Regions from separate parts of the Ovis aries genome. Here region 2 is linked to region 1. The links are chromatin contacts, called in public Hi-C maps. All regions are on one chromosome and are shown on one strand. Each heading gives the region's core, a stretch centred on a gene start, on an enhancer-like site or on the middle of the called end of the contact. The rest is flanking DNA. Distances are from core to core; before and after follow the strand shown.

Region 1 (6,822 bases), core at 3,656-6,155:
CCCATTCTCTGTCTCCTTTACCTTCTCAGAAGACTGGGGCAAATGGTGCCTAGGGCTGGGGCAACTGCTCTGGACTGAGCCCTCTCCTTCTCAGCAAGAATAGCTTTGGCCTGAAGAGACAATGGGCCCAAGAGAGAAGCAGCTGAGGGTCTGTCCCTGACCTGAGAAACCTCTTCGTCCCTGACCTGGGAAGCCTCTTCTGACTGTAGGAAGGAAGCACTCCCGCTAGTTAGAAGGAAAGAAGGAGAGAGAGGAAGGCAAGGCAGAGACCTGCTGGCTGGAAGCAAGGGCCTTCATTGGTGGTGACCTGGCAGCTGCCCCAGCTTCATTTGCCAAACCCAGGGGAAGCCTGGAGAGCTAGGGCCAGGAGCCATGCCGCGGGTATTTCCAGCCACAGATGAGTCCAGGGTTTATGGCAGCCTCCACGGCAACTTTCCCAGAGCCCCTGGCTTCCCCTTCCCTAGCTCCTTCCTGTCCCCACCCTACAAATTAGGAGGGAGGCCACTGGGGAAGGGAGGGAAGGCTCAGGGGGCCGCTTCGTGGAGACCCTCAGGCTGCAGGCCTTGCCCAGCCTGACCTTGCCTCCTGCTGGGTCTCTCAGGACAGAGGGGACTCTGAGAGGGCTCACAGGGCTAGAGAACAGAGGGCATGGGACAAAAGCATTGCTGAGAACAGGGAACCTTCTGTCAACTATGCTGAAGGACAGGGTGGGATGGGGAGCAGAGCCTGAGTTGAAGGTAAAGGTTCAGGCGCCCCTCAGCCCTCTATCTGGGACCAGTTTCTCTGCCCCAAGGATTTTCTTCCCTCTCACTCACTAGCCTCCACCATGAGTGTGCTAGCCTCCACTCTCCTCTGCTCTTGTCCCCTCCCCAGCATACAGCTCACCTGTCCCTGAAACCTCTCTTTTCAGTAACCGTTGACAGGTGGGAAGCTCTCACCTGCCCCACCCCCTGCTCAGCCCTCACTCTCCTCTCCTGGCTCTGGCCTCCCCTTAGCATCAAGGCCCAACATTGCACCTGACCCCTCCATGTCCTCGTGCGCACTTCACCTTGCTCTGCTGAGCAACAACTCATCTCCTGGAAGAAACTCTGACCTCTCTTCAGTTCTCCACATGACCTCTGATCTCTGGGCCCAGACTCCACCCAGGACTTGAAGTGAGGAAGAGATAGGTGCTGGGGTCATGGCTCTCCCTCTCTGCAGCCCCAGAGCCTGGGAGTGGGGACTCCTCAGATGTGCCAGGGTCCCCTCCAGCCTCCCTGGGGGGAAAGGTCGGGCTAGAACCAGGAAGTGCTGTGCTTCACATACTCTCACACACAGAGAAAGAGCCAGGGGCAGGTGCCACCTCCATGAACAGCGACCTGAGCAGGTCCCTGAGGGACAGCTCCCTGAGGAACAGCTCCCTGAGGAAGACTGAGGAGCAATCTGACTGCCATGGTCAAGCAGGTGATGGGTCTTAAGCAGAGAATGGTGACCAACTGACTCCGTCTCCCACCACAGTCAGAATGAGAGGAAATGGGCTTCAATTGTGCCAGGAAGGATTTAGGTTAGACATATGGGAGAACTTCCTGTGACAGTGTCTACACTATGTATCCCAGTCATTAATCCATGTTGAACTCTCCCGTGGAGTTGATGAGAAATGCATGTTGATGCTACTAATGAGTAACTTGTCTTGCCTGTGATTAGTAAAGAGCCTCCAACCGAGAGGATTTTCCTTGTCCAGGAAGAAGTCCAGGGAGGCTTGAGAGGCACTAGGACCTGGGCCTCCTCTCAGCCCTGAGGGGTTTTTGGACAGTGTTAGACCGCTGTGAGTCAATGTCCTCTGCCTCTCCTGCCCCCAGTCCTCTGGCTGCTGCTCTCAGATCCAGCCCTGTGGAGCTGTCCAGCCACCTGAACTTTGCAGCAAAGAGGCAGGCTTACTTTAAGGTCTGGGAACTCACAGAGAATTTCCAGAGCAATGGTGAATACCTAGGATCTCCAACACCAGGGGCTTCAGCACGAACCTTAGCTATTTCTGTAAGTTTAGAAATAGACAGGCTTTAGCCTGGTTCTGTGCCCATTCACCCAACTCTCATGAGTCCTGCTCAGGCGGCACGAACATTTCCACTGCTGGAATCATTCTGCACTGAGATCCCTGTGTGTGTCGCCCCGTGGCTATGGTCGTCACCCTTGTCTCTTGCTTCCCTTCCTCTTCTAAGAGGCTTGATCCCCTACCCCCATTACCACCACCCTTCTCCAGGTAAGGAGGAAGCTGGAAAGAGCTAGGATGGGTCTATCGAGTGGGCATCAAAAGAATGCAGGCAAAAGACCTGTTCCGTTGTGGCATGGCTCTGTGCACCCCCATAATGAGTTTCCCTGGGTCAGAGCCTATGCATGTGGATGCATGTACACTCAGAGTTTGGTCCATCAGTCAACCAGTTGTGAATGGGGTTGACTACATGCCTAGCACTGGGCTATGGTCAGTGAGGCTAAAAAGAACATCAGATTCAGCTGCTAATGCCTATGGGACATGCAGATAACATTGAGGGTCCTGAAAAGGAATGTGATATCCTGAAGAACCAGGGTTCAGAGAGGCATGGGGGACCCCAAGTTCAAGGGAGGCTTTCTGGGTGGACTAGGGGAACACACTGAACCTGGAAAAAAAGAGCAGGACATAGAAAAAGAGAAGAGAGGGTATTCCTGCCAAGGAGGGTGGAGGGAGGAAAAGGATCAGGTGGAAACGAAGTAGGTAAGCTGGAGTGGACTTTGTATGTGGAGGGTTGGACGTGACGTTGGACAGAATATGGAGCTCTATCAGGCAGATTAATTCAGCCTTGATCAATGGGCTTTCAAATTGTGGTGCTGGAGAAGATTCTTGAGAGTCCCTTGGAGAGCAAAGAGATCAAACCAGTCAATACTAAAGGAAATGAACCCTGAATATTTATTGAAAGGACCGATGCTGAAGCTGAGGCTCCAATACTTTGGCCACCTGATGTGAAGAACCAACTCATTAGAAAAGACCCTGATGCTATGAAACATTGAAGGCAGGAATAGAAGGGACGACAGAGGATGAGATGGTTGGATGGCATCACTAACTCAATGGATATTGAATTTGAGCAAGCTCCAGGAGATAGTGAAGGACAGGGAAGCCTGCTGAACTGAATAAAGCGTGTTGCAGTCCATGAGGTTGCAAAGAGCTGTACATGACTTAGCAACTGAACAACAACAACAACGGGGAACCTTTGGGTTCTTGAGCCAAGGAGGGTGTTCTGCCACTATCTGGCAGTGGTATGCAGGTGGTCTGGAATAGGGAGGTGCAGAGGGAGGGCCAGAGACAGCTATGAGCCTTTCTGCATCTGTGGCTGGTGGCCAGGTGTACAGCAATGCCTGGGTCCTATCCTTGAGATATCTGGGCACCTGAGGTTGCCAGACCCCTGCTGACCTGCTGGGAGAGGCCCCATGCTTTCCTTGCCAGCGGCAGCTCTCTCCTTCCACCCTACCTTAGACAGAGCCCTGTAAACAAGAGCAGCCTCAGGGCATCCCTGACTCCTATACTGAGCATGGGGACTGCTTTGCCTAAGCCACCTCTCACACCCATCCCGCCCCCTTTCCTCCTTTTCTCCTCAGAGGCCTGAGGCCCTTCCTGGCAGCCTGCCTGAAAGAGGGTAAAGGGTTGGGTCAAGCTTGGGTTCATCCATCTTCAGGCCTGAAACCCACTGCAGGAATCTATAGTTGTCTCAAGGGAATGAGCTGGGGCCTTATATCTAGAAACTCAGGATGAGGTAAGCTCTCAAGGGCACCTAGGCCCACCCCATACTTTACACCCACGTGCTTGAATACCTCTAGAGACAGGACCCTCACCTCCTCCTCAGGCTGATCCTGCTCCTTAGGTGGTTCTGGTTATAGAAAGTACATCCTCTGGTTGATCCAAAAGTCCTGCTGTGATCAGAGACTAGTGGTGTGGGAGAGTTCTGTTTGGGCCTCGTTGAGGGGCTTCTGGAGTGGCATCGCTAGAGGGAGGGTCCACCAGCCTCTTGGGTCTAAGGTGGCTCTGCTAGGTCTTGAGGGCCTCCCTGCTGCGCCTGCCTGGCGCCCTGGGCTGGGGCAGTTCAACCGTGAGAAGTGCCAGTCAATTCCCAGCTCGGCTCTGGAGGTGGGGCAGCAAGGGTGAGGCCAGGCCAGCCCCGTCAGCCTTGTCAGCCTCACCGGGAGGCCAGGCTAGGGTCAGGCTGTCGCAAAGGCCGGCCCTCCCCAGGCTGAGATCATCGCCCTCCGGCCTCCATGGCAGCCCCCACCCCCAGCTGAGCTCACTGCCCTGGCCCGCTGGGGGACATTGTTGTCTCCTGGGCCCCTCCCCCGGGCTCAATGAGCTGTTTGTTGGCATGTCCGGCGCGGGCAAGGGGAGGGCGGGCACGGGGCGCCCGCACACAATGGGGATTCCGTCCATTCTGAGGTGGCTGCGGGAACCAGGCTGGCTTTGTCCCTGGGACCCTCATTCCCACCATTTAGCGGAGCCGGAACTCCAGGCGGAAGGCCCCGTATAAGAACAACAATGTCGTCACCCCGTCTGTGGGGGAGGGCACTGTGGGCCAGGCCTCTTGGGGCCCGCAGGACCCACAGTTCAGGGCTGCCTGAGGAGCACTCGGGACAGGTCTCAGGGCTGAGGCTGTGCCTCAAATCTGAGGGAGACTCAGGAGGCGGGTGACCCCCCCCCCCCCGCATGCCCTGCTGGTGCATCTGCAGCCCACAAGCGTGGAAGGGGCTTCCCTGGCATCTCTAGCTGTCTGCAGCTCCTCCCTGTGCAAAGATGAGAGCTAAGGTGCAGAAGGGGGCAAATGTACCCTGTATGCCCCGTTTGGGTGATGTGCTGTAGAGGTGCTGAGCTCGAGGCAGCCTGACCCACAGGCCTTTCTGCATGCAACTTGGGCAAAGACCTTTGTTCAAAGCTGGGCTCAAGCCCATTTCCGAGCCTCTAACTCAGCAGGCCTGGCCCTTCGGAAGCGGCGCTGGCTGCTCAGACAACAAGTGTTTATTTTCCAGGGTGAGGGGAACAGGACGTCACCGCGTTTCCCTCCTGCCTGGTGCTGCAGTGGTTCTCACAGTCTGGGCACTGGTGACATCACCAGCCTTTCCTCCTTGGTCCTGGCCTCCTTGCCTCTCCCTCCCCCCACCGCACACTCTGGCCAGGCTACACCGTTCTGAAGCTCCTGCTTCCGGCGAGGGCACTTCTGACCAGGTCCTCATGGAAGGCGTGAGGGTGGCCGGGAAATTACTGGATCAGCCCCTCTCACAGCCCTTGGCATTCAGGCCAAGCCTGGGGATAGCCCCTTCTTGATCACCCTCACCAGAGCACTTGGCGTCCCACCGGGCACGCTCCTAGAGTGATGCTGGCCCTTTAAGGGTCTTGGGAAGCCAGAACAACAGGAAATCCAAACGGCCTCATTAGGCAGCTCAGAGCTCAGCACAGTAATTAGTGCCCTGAAAACAAAACAAGGAAAAGCAGGTGGTGGTGCCCCCCCCCCAATCTCGGCTGCCCCCGGCGTGGCCTGTTAGTACCCAAAGCTAGGCAGCTGGGACTGGAGCCCCTCCCTTCTAAGCCCCCTCACCCCAAGCTCCTGAAGCCTGCTGTGTGCTGCCCAGGCCAAGGGTCAGAGCCTTAGCTTCTGGGGAGCAGGCAGTGGCTTCTTGGCCAATCATTTCCCCCTGGGAGAGGATGAAGCCCCAGGGACCTGCACTGGGGCTTCCCCTTTCCTGTAGCCAGGTGGCCACTTGTCCACAGCATTTTCCACCTGTTTGGAAAGGGCTGTGATGAAGGTTGGGAGCCGGGGTGGTCTTCTCCAGGGGGGAAGGGAAGACCCCTGGGAATCCCAGGCCATGAAGGGAGAATCCTGGTCTGTGGTCCAGCCTTTCAAGATCTCTGGTGATTCTGCAGGTGGGCAAGACAACTTGGACGGAGAGAATGGTAACCCACTGGCCCTCTGGACAGACCTTGACTTGTAAGCCCCTCGCCTGGTAAAAGCCTGGCCAGAAGCAAAAAAAGACCCTAGTGAGTTCTCTTCAGTCAGGCCCCAGGCCCCAGCTCATTCTACCCTCCACTGTCCCCCATCTGATGCCACTGGAACCCCACCTTGTCCCAGACCCCTGAGAGATCTTCTTTTATGTGTACTGCTGGGGGAGGTTAGCAGCAGCAGCAGCAGCTAGGGGAGGTACATATTGTGCTCCGCTTAAGAAACAAATAGTCACTCAACAAACATTTCTGGAGTATTCAAAATACTCCATGCACTGTGCTCGTGGGGAATTCATGAGAAGGTTTCAAGGAATTTAGATGGTAGTTACCTTGAGATAGCTCATTACAGTCCCTCCCTCTGTTTTGAGAAAGCCTTTGAGAGGAGGGGCTGTGGCTTTCTGTGTGTGCACATCCCCTTGTAGACGAAGCTCTTAGGAGACTGGGACATGCTTGTGAACATTTAAAAATGAACCAAGAAAAAAAAAAGAATCAGAAATAGTCTAACTTTAGAGTAAGTTCAGTATTTGGCATGGCACAGCAGCAGCACTCTGGCAGGGCCCCCCAGTTGCTGGGGAAAGTCACAAAGGCTCAGAGCAGAGATCTCCCGGAGGACCCTTAAGTTTTGTGCAGAGCAAGGGCTAAGGGCATTGTGGGGAAGGAACCTCGGGTCATCCTGAGAACAAAACTGGAGATGACGCTGGGAGGTAGAGAGGAGCTGTGCTGGGCTTGCCTGGGCTGCAGGCTGTAGGGGGTGGGGTGGGGGTGGGGGATCCTGGGCGGGAGAGCTGGGCAGGTTGAGTATGGACCGTGGCCAGCCTATGGCCAGTGAATGGGGCTGT
Region 2 (7,136 bases), core at 168-2,667, 87 kb before region 1:
CATCGATAAAAAGCACCAGCCTCACTGGCTGTTTACTGTGAGAACCAACCAGCTCCTCACTGACCCCATTGTGCTCAGTAGACTGGCTGGGCAGGGCAGTGGGGGGTGGAGGGGGTCACTGGAACCTGTATTTTATCTCTCTTTCCTCTATACTTTTACATTTTCTGTTTCCCTGGGAAGAGTTGGTTTCATTATATTCCTTGCAAGACTGATCAAGACTCTCCTGGATTTCACACCTTGAATGTGTCTCTGTCTCACCAAAAGAAGTATGTACAGTCGCTTCAAAAGTCTCCTCTCCTTGGAAAAAGGAGATTGTCTTTTACCTGTTATCCTAATTTTACTGCCACTGGATACATTCATTTTGTCGGTGACCCAACATCTTATACTGTGGTCAGTAAGAGCTTGTGTCTAAGTGAAAATACTGTAAGGTTGCATTGCAGGATTGTAGGAAAGACTGCAAGATGGTAGCATAGATCTGTTCATCTCACCATTTTTTGAGCTTCTGTTTTAAAGAAGGAGCTGGGCCCAGGTTTGGCTTGGCAGAATCAGCCTAATTTCTTGGGAATTGTGCTCTTCTTGACTCTATGCCCTGCTTAGCTACAGGTGGTATTCTTGTCCAGGGCAACTTTGGTAGCTCCTGAAAACTGAGTAATGGATGTCAGTCCCAGAAGGCACTGGTGTGTGCCATGGAAGAAAACACTTTTCTGCTGAAGTGTTTTAAGGGTGTTGCTGGTCACTTTCTTTTTAGATCTTTTCCTTCAGGCAAGTTCAAAGAAATCAGTCCATCCACTTCCATCTCCCCCACCTAAGCAGTAACAAGCTGACATTAGGTACAGCTTCTTGCTTCTTTTAGGTTCATCAGAGTTCTCTTCTAAGTGTATGTACATCTTCATCTCTGAGTTTTCCTAATCCTAGCATCAGTGTGTTCTGCTTAGCAAAGTAAAGTAGACGTGAGAAGCAGGAATGTGTGAAAATCATCGAATCGTGATTTTGAGATGAATTGAAACTTCTCAAAATTCACACACAAGACAGATTTGTATATGCTTAAATATTTGTCTTGAGGGAGTATATGCAAGTGGAAAGAGGAGATAAGCAAGCTGCAGAAATCTGATGCTCTTAGCTTGCCCGCTCTTACTCAGTGACTGAAAAATATATGGGTTTCTTTTTTTTCCCCTTCCTGTGCTTTTAATGAGAAACAAGGAAACTTATTGTCTGAAGCTGATTGGTACCTCTATGGGGAATGTTTAGGAGCTATCAAAATTGAGGGACCCCAGGGAACCCAATTAAAAGAAGGGTAATTGTGACAAGGAGAAACCCTTGGAGTTGTTATGAAAGCATTGCCTGCCTGATCAGACTGGGAATTTATACAGGCCTCCTTGTCTGGTGCCAGCAAGAGGGCTTAGCAGTCAGTTCTGTCCCAGCTGCAGTCATTTGATTGTGTTGGTCAGGAGACCAACAAAAAGGAGAGCATTTCAATAATCTAAACAGGACCAAACAAAGAGACTGAACAAAGGTGTGTGCCACAGCGTCAGGGAGTGGGGGTAGGGAGAGAAATGTGGCCTGGCAATGTTCCGAAGGTGGGAAAAGGCAGGCAGTAGCGCAGAGGAGTAAACATCCAGGACCTGTGGCTTTGTAGCAAAAACAGAGTGGCTGATGATTTGTTGTGATGCTGTCAGCACATCCGTTCTCATTCAGTTTATACAATCAGTTGTGCACTTGGCAGATAGTGGCGAGAACAGAGAAATGACCATTGAAAACTCTTGGATTGCTCTCAACAGCCAGCTTCTGTAGTTCAGAGGAGAAAAACCATGGGTTCAGACCTAGAAACTAAAAGTAGACAATATGTTTTTCTTAACAGTTTTCTTGTTTTACTTTTAGTAGTTGTATTTCTAGCCTTTCTGTCTCTCTTCTTATGTCCCACAACCACTTCCAAATATACTCTTACCTCTCTCATTCCCCTAAGTTTCATCTCTTCCCCTCCTAATATCAGCAATTGTTAGGGCATGTTTATGGACCAGTCTGCAAACAGGAAACTCTACTTCCTGAAATGTGATGGGAGTTGAATGATACTGAATGGATAAGATGAAAATTTCTGAGTTAAGTGTTCTCTAAAGATCTCTGGCTGAAATGCCTTTTTTTTTTTTTTTAAATGGGAGGAGGAAGGAGAAAGGCACAAATTAGTGAGTGAGAGCAGCTTCCATTTCCCAGAAACCCAAAGACTTTCTGAAAAAGCTGAATAAGCCCTAGTGCCTTTATTACAGCTTAGGATAATGATATTTACCAGCCAACCTATTAGAAATCATCCGAAAGAGAGTGTTTTTTTGTTTTGTTTTGTTTTGTTTTTTTAGTGTATTTCTTGGTGTTTAAGTATCTCTAGGGGCAGGTAAGAACTTTTATTTTCTTGAGTTCCAAAATCACTGCAGATGGTGACTGCAGCCAAGAGATTAAAAGACGCTTACTCCTTGGAAGAAAAGCTATGACCAACCTAGGCAGCATAGACATTACTTTGCTGACAAAGCTCCATCAAGTCAAAGCTATGGTTTTTCCAGTAGTCACTTATGGATATGAGAATTGGGCCATAAAGAAAACTGAGTGATGAAGAATTGATGCTTTTGAACTGTGGTGTTGAGAAGACTCTTGAGAGTCCCTTGGACTGCAGAGAGATCAAACCAGTCAATCCTAAAGGAAATCAGTCCTGAATATTCATTGGAATGACTGATGCTGAAGCTGAAACTCCAATACTTTGGCCACTTGATGCGAAGAGCCAACTCATTGGAAAAGACTCTGATGCTGGGAAAGATTGAAGGCAGGAAAAGGGGACGACAGAGGATGAGGTGGTTGGATGGTATCACTGACTTAATGGACATGAGTTTGAGCAAGCTCCAGGACTTGGTGATGGACAGGGCAGCCTGGCGTGCTGCAGTCCATGGGGTTGCAAAAAGTCAGACACAACTGAACTGAACTGAAGAGAAGCCCTTGTTTCTCTACATTCTCATGCCTTCAGGAGGTAAACCTTAATTTAGCCATAGAACTGGCAGAAAGAGATTCCTAGAGATAGAATGAACAAAGGAAAAACAGATTTCTCAGGTACTTACAGCAGGTATGGCATGGATGTTACTCTTAGATGTCCACATGACCTGCTGTCTCTTGAATAAGAATGTGGAACAGGGAAATTTTCAGGTACCTTAGCTGCTTAGCAGATGTCTTACTGGTAACTGTCAGTTGGGAAGGGACCTCCCTCCCTCCTTGAGGATATTTCTTCCCAGAACACTACTGGCTATGATTTTAAAGCACTTTGCATTCTTTAGAGTACTTTCCTGCTTTCCTGATGGACAAGCATCCTGGTTGTAGTAACTTTGGCTGCATACAGCTTTGCAGTGAGTGATTTTGCTGCTTAAATTAAATACAATTTTCCACTTCCCCCTTTTCTTCTCCCTAGGCAAGGAGAGCCTCATCACTGACAGTGGAAAGCTGTATGCCCTTGATGTCCTGCTGACTCGGCTCAAGTCTCAAGGACATAGGGTCCTTATCTACTCCCAGATGACCAGGATGATAGACCTGCTGGAGGTAGGAGAAAGAATTGTGGGGACTAGGACACTTTGGCATTTGACTTAAGAATCAGACGGGTATGACTAACGTCAGTGCTGGTTAATGGAAACACCAAACTTGTCTTCATGCTTTTACCATCTGTAAAGGCAGAGAAAGCAACTTCTGGCGGAGATGAAAGTGTGTAAAGGACTTCTTCCTCCTTCTTTATAGCAATGAAATAGAATCCCCTCTTTCCTCCTTTTACTAGGGAAGAAATTCCCTAATTTTCGAGTAGATCAGAGCCTAGGAATTTCTTGAAAGGTCCTGTGAAATTCCATATGGAAAACAAGATTTGGAATTAGTTCTCTATTAGAGACCAGCTGTTCTACCTGGGTTAGTGTAGTAGTTCTCAACCTGATGACATTTTGCAGTCTTCTGGGGGAGCTTTAACAAATATGAATGTCTGGTCCCATCCTCAGAGATTCTTATATTAATATTAAAAGTTGAGAACAAAACCTAGGCATTAGGATATTTAAAAGCTCCCAAGGGGCTTCTAATATATAACCAAAGTTAGCAACCAGTGGATTATGGTGGGAGAGAGAGCTCTGTCTTATTTTGCAGGACATATTTTGTTTCTTTTGTTACCTCTGGGTTGACATTTGCTCTGCTTTCTTGTTGCTAAAGTAGTGGCTTATTATTTGAGGGAGAGAAAGTCATGGACATATAAACAGAGGAGTGAAAATGAGGATAATGATCACAGACCAGTAGAGTTAGTCTTAGTACAAAAACTTTGGAAAATCATCCGTCAAGAGACTAAAGCACCTGGATGTCAATAGTGTATAAATATTCTCATGTTTTTTTCATGTGTTTTAACTATCTAAGGCTTTAATTTTTAACCCTGCTACTCAGAGACTAGTTGGTAGTAAAAAAGTAGAAACTGGACCATGACTATCCCTATCTAGGGTAGCAATAAGAATTTTAGGTTCTTCAGAAGCCAAGGCTGGCTCACTGAATTTTACAGTGAGTTTATCTGAATTCAGTGGCAGGCTCTTACAAAAGCATGCAACTTCTTTTAGCAAGAGACATAACAAATGATATTCAGGGTCAGTTTAATCACTGAGTTTTATAAAAAGTGTCTAGCCTCTAGAAAGCTGTCAACAAGGGAACGTTTCTTGTTTGTATTGTGAGTAGGTCATCTATTTCTTTTTTCAATTAATTTTTATTGAGTATAGTTACTTTACAATGTTGTGATAGTTTCTGCTATACAACAGAATGAGTCAGTCGTAATCTGCATGTGTGCCCTCCCTTTTGGGCTTCCTTCCCTGTAAAGCCACCGCGGTGCTTTCATTAGAGCTCCCGGTGCTGGACAGTATGCTCTCGTGAGTTGTCTCTTTTGTATATCAGCAGTGTATCTGTGTCAGTCCCAGTCTCCCAGTTCCTCCCACTCCTCTCCCTTTCCCCCTTGGTATCCATACATTTGTTCTGAAAGTCTATGCCTGAATCCTTAATATTCTCCTCAAACTAAATGATGCCAAAACAATATGAGTAACTTTCCTTCAGTGGGACTTTTTTTAGATAAAATGTTCTTGCCTTTTCCTGAAGAGTCAGGAAAGTATAGATGAAGTAGTAATGTTTCACTGATTAGAATTATAGAAAAAAGCAGTATGCTAAGGATTTTGTGAGGGAATCATTGATCTTGTTTCCCCAAGGCTATATCAATATGTTATAAAGTCTTAAAAGCTGGTTCACATTAAAGGGAAGTTCCAGGAAAAAGGGAGTGCCACCAAAACATAAGCTAGCTCTGGTAGATGAAGGTGAGTGTGGGTAGGTTAAGTTTGACAGAGTCCTGCATTTTAGTCCCTTATTCTGTATATTGCACATTTCTAGGTATTCATAAATATTACTTATTACTAAGATAAGTAATTCAAAGTGTATTCAGATGAGTTTTGTTCAGGATGAGTGCTCTAAACCCTACTCACCAGGGTCCCTCTGTCTCTATGATCCAGCAGGATTTTGAGAGGGGATGGACTATGTGAGTAGGCTTAGCAAATACTGGCAGCTTGAGAAGCTTCTCTAAATGTAGTTGCATCACTCTATGGGGAATTAAAAATTAGGGAAAAGCCGATTCAAACCCTGAATTTCACAACTGCTAACATTCTTTAGCCATGTGTAGAACATGCATCTAGGATGCTGAAGCCAGCAAGTTTTGCAACTGTTTGTACTGAAAAATTAAAGTGAAACTGTTGTCTAGTTTCCTTACCACTATACTATTCCTATTACTACTGTACTCTTTTCCTTCAACATTAAATTTAAAAGTTTCTTTTTTTTTAAGTCTGTTCATTTGTTTTAATACTGTTTACTCAAATGAATTACATTTTGTATTCCAAGAGGTTAATCCTCAAAATTTATTTTGTGGGCATAGAATTACAGTGCCCACAGTGTTTAATACATGTCTAATCATTCATAGTCAGATGGCATCACCGACTCGATGGACATGAGTTTGGGTAAACTCCAGGAGTTGGTGATGGACAAGGAGGCCTGGCGTGCTGCGGTTCATGGGGTCGCAGAGTCCGAGACGACTGAGCGACTGAACTGAACTGAATCATTCATAGAAGTGTAAATGTGTTGTGAATCTTGGGACAATGCAGGATTAGGTTTATTTTTCATTCTTTTCAGAGTATTATGGGTTTTCCAGTCACTTTCATGATGGAAGCTTTCACTATAAAGCCATGTTCCATGTTTCATTAGAGCCATGTTCCACTTTAGAACATGACCAAGTATTAAAAAAGAAAAAATATCTTCACCTTGGCCTTGAGTCTTCATTCTCACGGTATTGTGGTGGTTTTTTTTTTGGTTTTTTTTTTTTTACTTTTTGTATTTTTAGAGTAAAAAAAAAAGTTTTCAGGATTGTCTTTTTCCCTGGATATCTTGCGTCTTGTATATCAAAGAGGGAAGAAAAACTTACAGTAGAGCAGAAATTAGCACTCGCATGGGGCTGTTGACGCTCTGCTGTGTAGCCGTGGAGTGGAGTACGTTAGCATCTCGTTTACCCAACAGCCTTTTTGGGTTTTTTGTTCTGTGCTTTAACCCTGGCTCTGTGTTTGTTTCTGGGATTCAGAAGAACTAAAAGATAGTAAAAATTCACACACTTTTATATGGCCAGGTTTCCATTTTGGGCAAAATACTAGATCAAGGCACTTTGTGTTTGCTCAGTATTTTCTAAAGTGATTGATAGCCTCCTTCTCTTGGGCAAAAATCTGATTTTAATTTAAATTTCTAGTAAATGTGTCAGATCTTCCAAATAGAATTCTGTTTTCAGAAATATTTTATCTTTTCCTATAGTATCCAAATAGTATTTCTGGATAAGGGATTTAAAAAGGAAAGTAATTTCCAGGGCCAAGAACTTTTAGTGTGCCATGGGTAGAAGTTAAGGACGTAGAGGAAGGTATGGCAGGTCACTAAATGTTACGTTATCAGTTTATTTTGTATTTACCGAGTCACATATAGGATCTTGGCTGATGCGGCTTCTATGAACACAGGCATAGCCCTTGTCCAGTTGGGATGGTGGCATCCAGCTGGATGTCAGAACTTTCCCCACCACCACCATT

Evidence for each region. Hi-C and Micro-C count contacts between places; a contact is called where the count stands out from the background.
Region 2: a contact with region 1 is called in a Hi-C map of liver, with 2.7 times the contacts expected there. The contact joins two enhancer-like sites. A contact is called at or near these places in 6 of 16 Hi-C or Micro-C datasets (hypothalamus, liver, muscle and 2 more).

Annotation. Positions count from the first base shown.
Region 1 is chr7:34,652,909-34,659,730 of ARS-UI_Ramb_v3.0, reverse strand. No RefSeq gene overlaps it. Among named protein-coding and RNA genes, the nearest start is that of DLL4, 8.2 kb to the left of the region's middle. Within about 2 kb of position 4,905, at least 22 of the 54 cell types and tissues checked have an H3K27ac peak or open chromatin away from gene starts, as enhancers often do. A contact at or near this core is called in hypothalamus and liver, where this site is marked.
Region 2 is chr7:34,736,087-34,743,222 of ARS-UI_Ramb_v3.0, reverse strand. It overlaps INO80 (INO80 complex ATPase subunit), which reads left to right. Exons shown (of 36, transcript XM_042252297.1): 27 at 3,440-3,567. Among named protein-coding and RNA genes, the nearest start is that of CHAC1, 52 kb to the right of the region's middle. Within about 2 kb of position 1,417, at least 13 of the 54 cell types and tissues checked have an H3K27ac peak or open chromatin away from gene starts, as enhancers often do. A contact at or near this core is called in hypothalamus and liver, where this site is marked.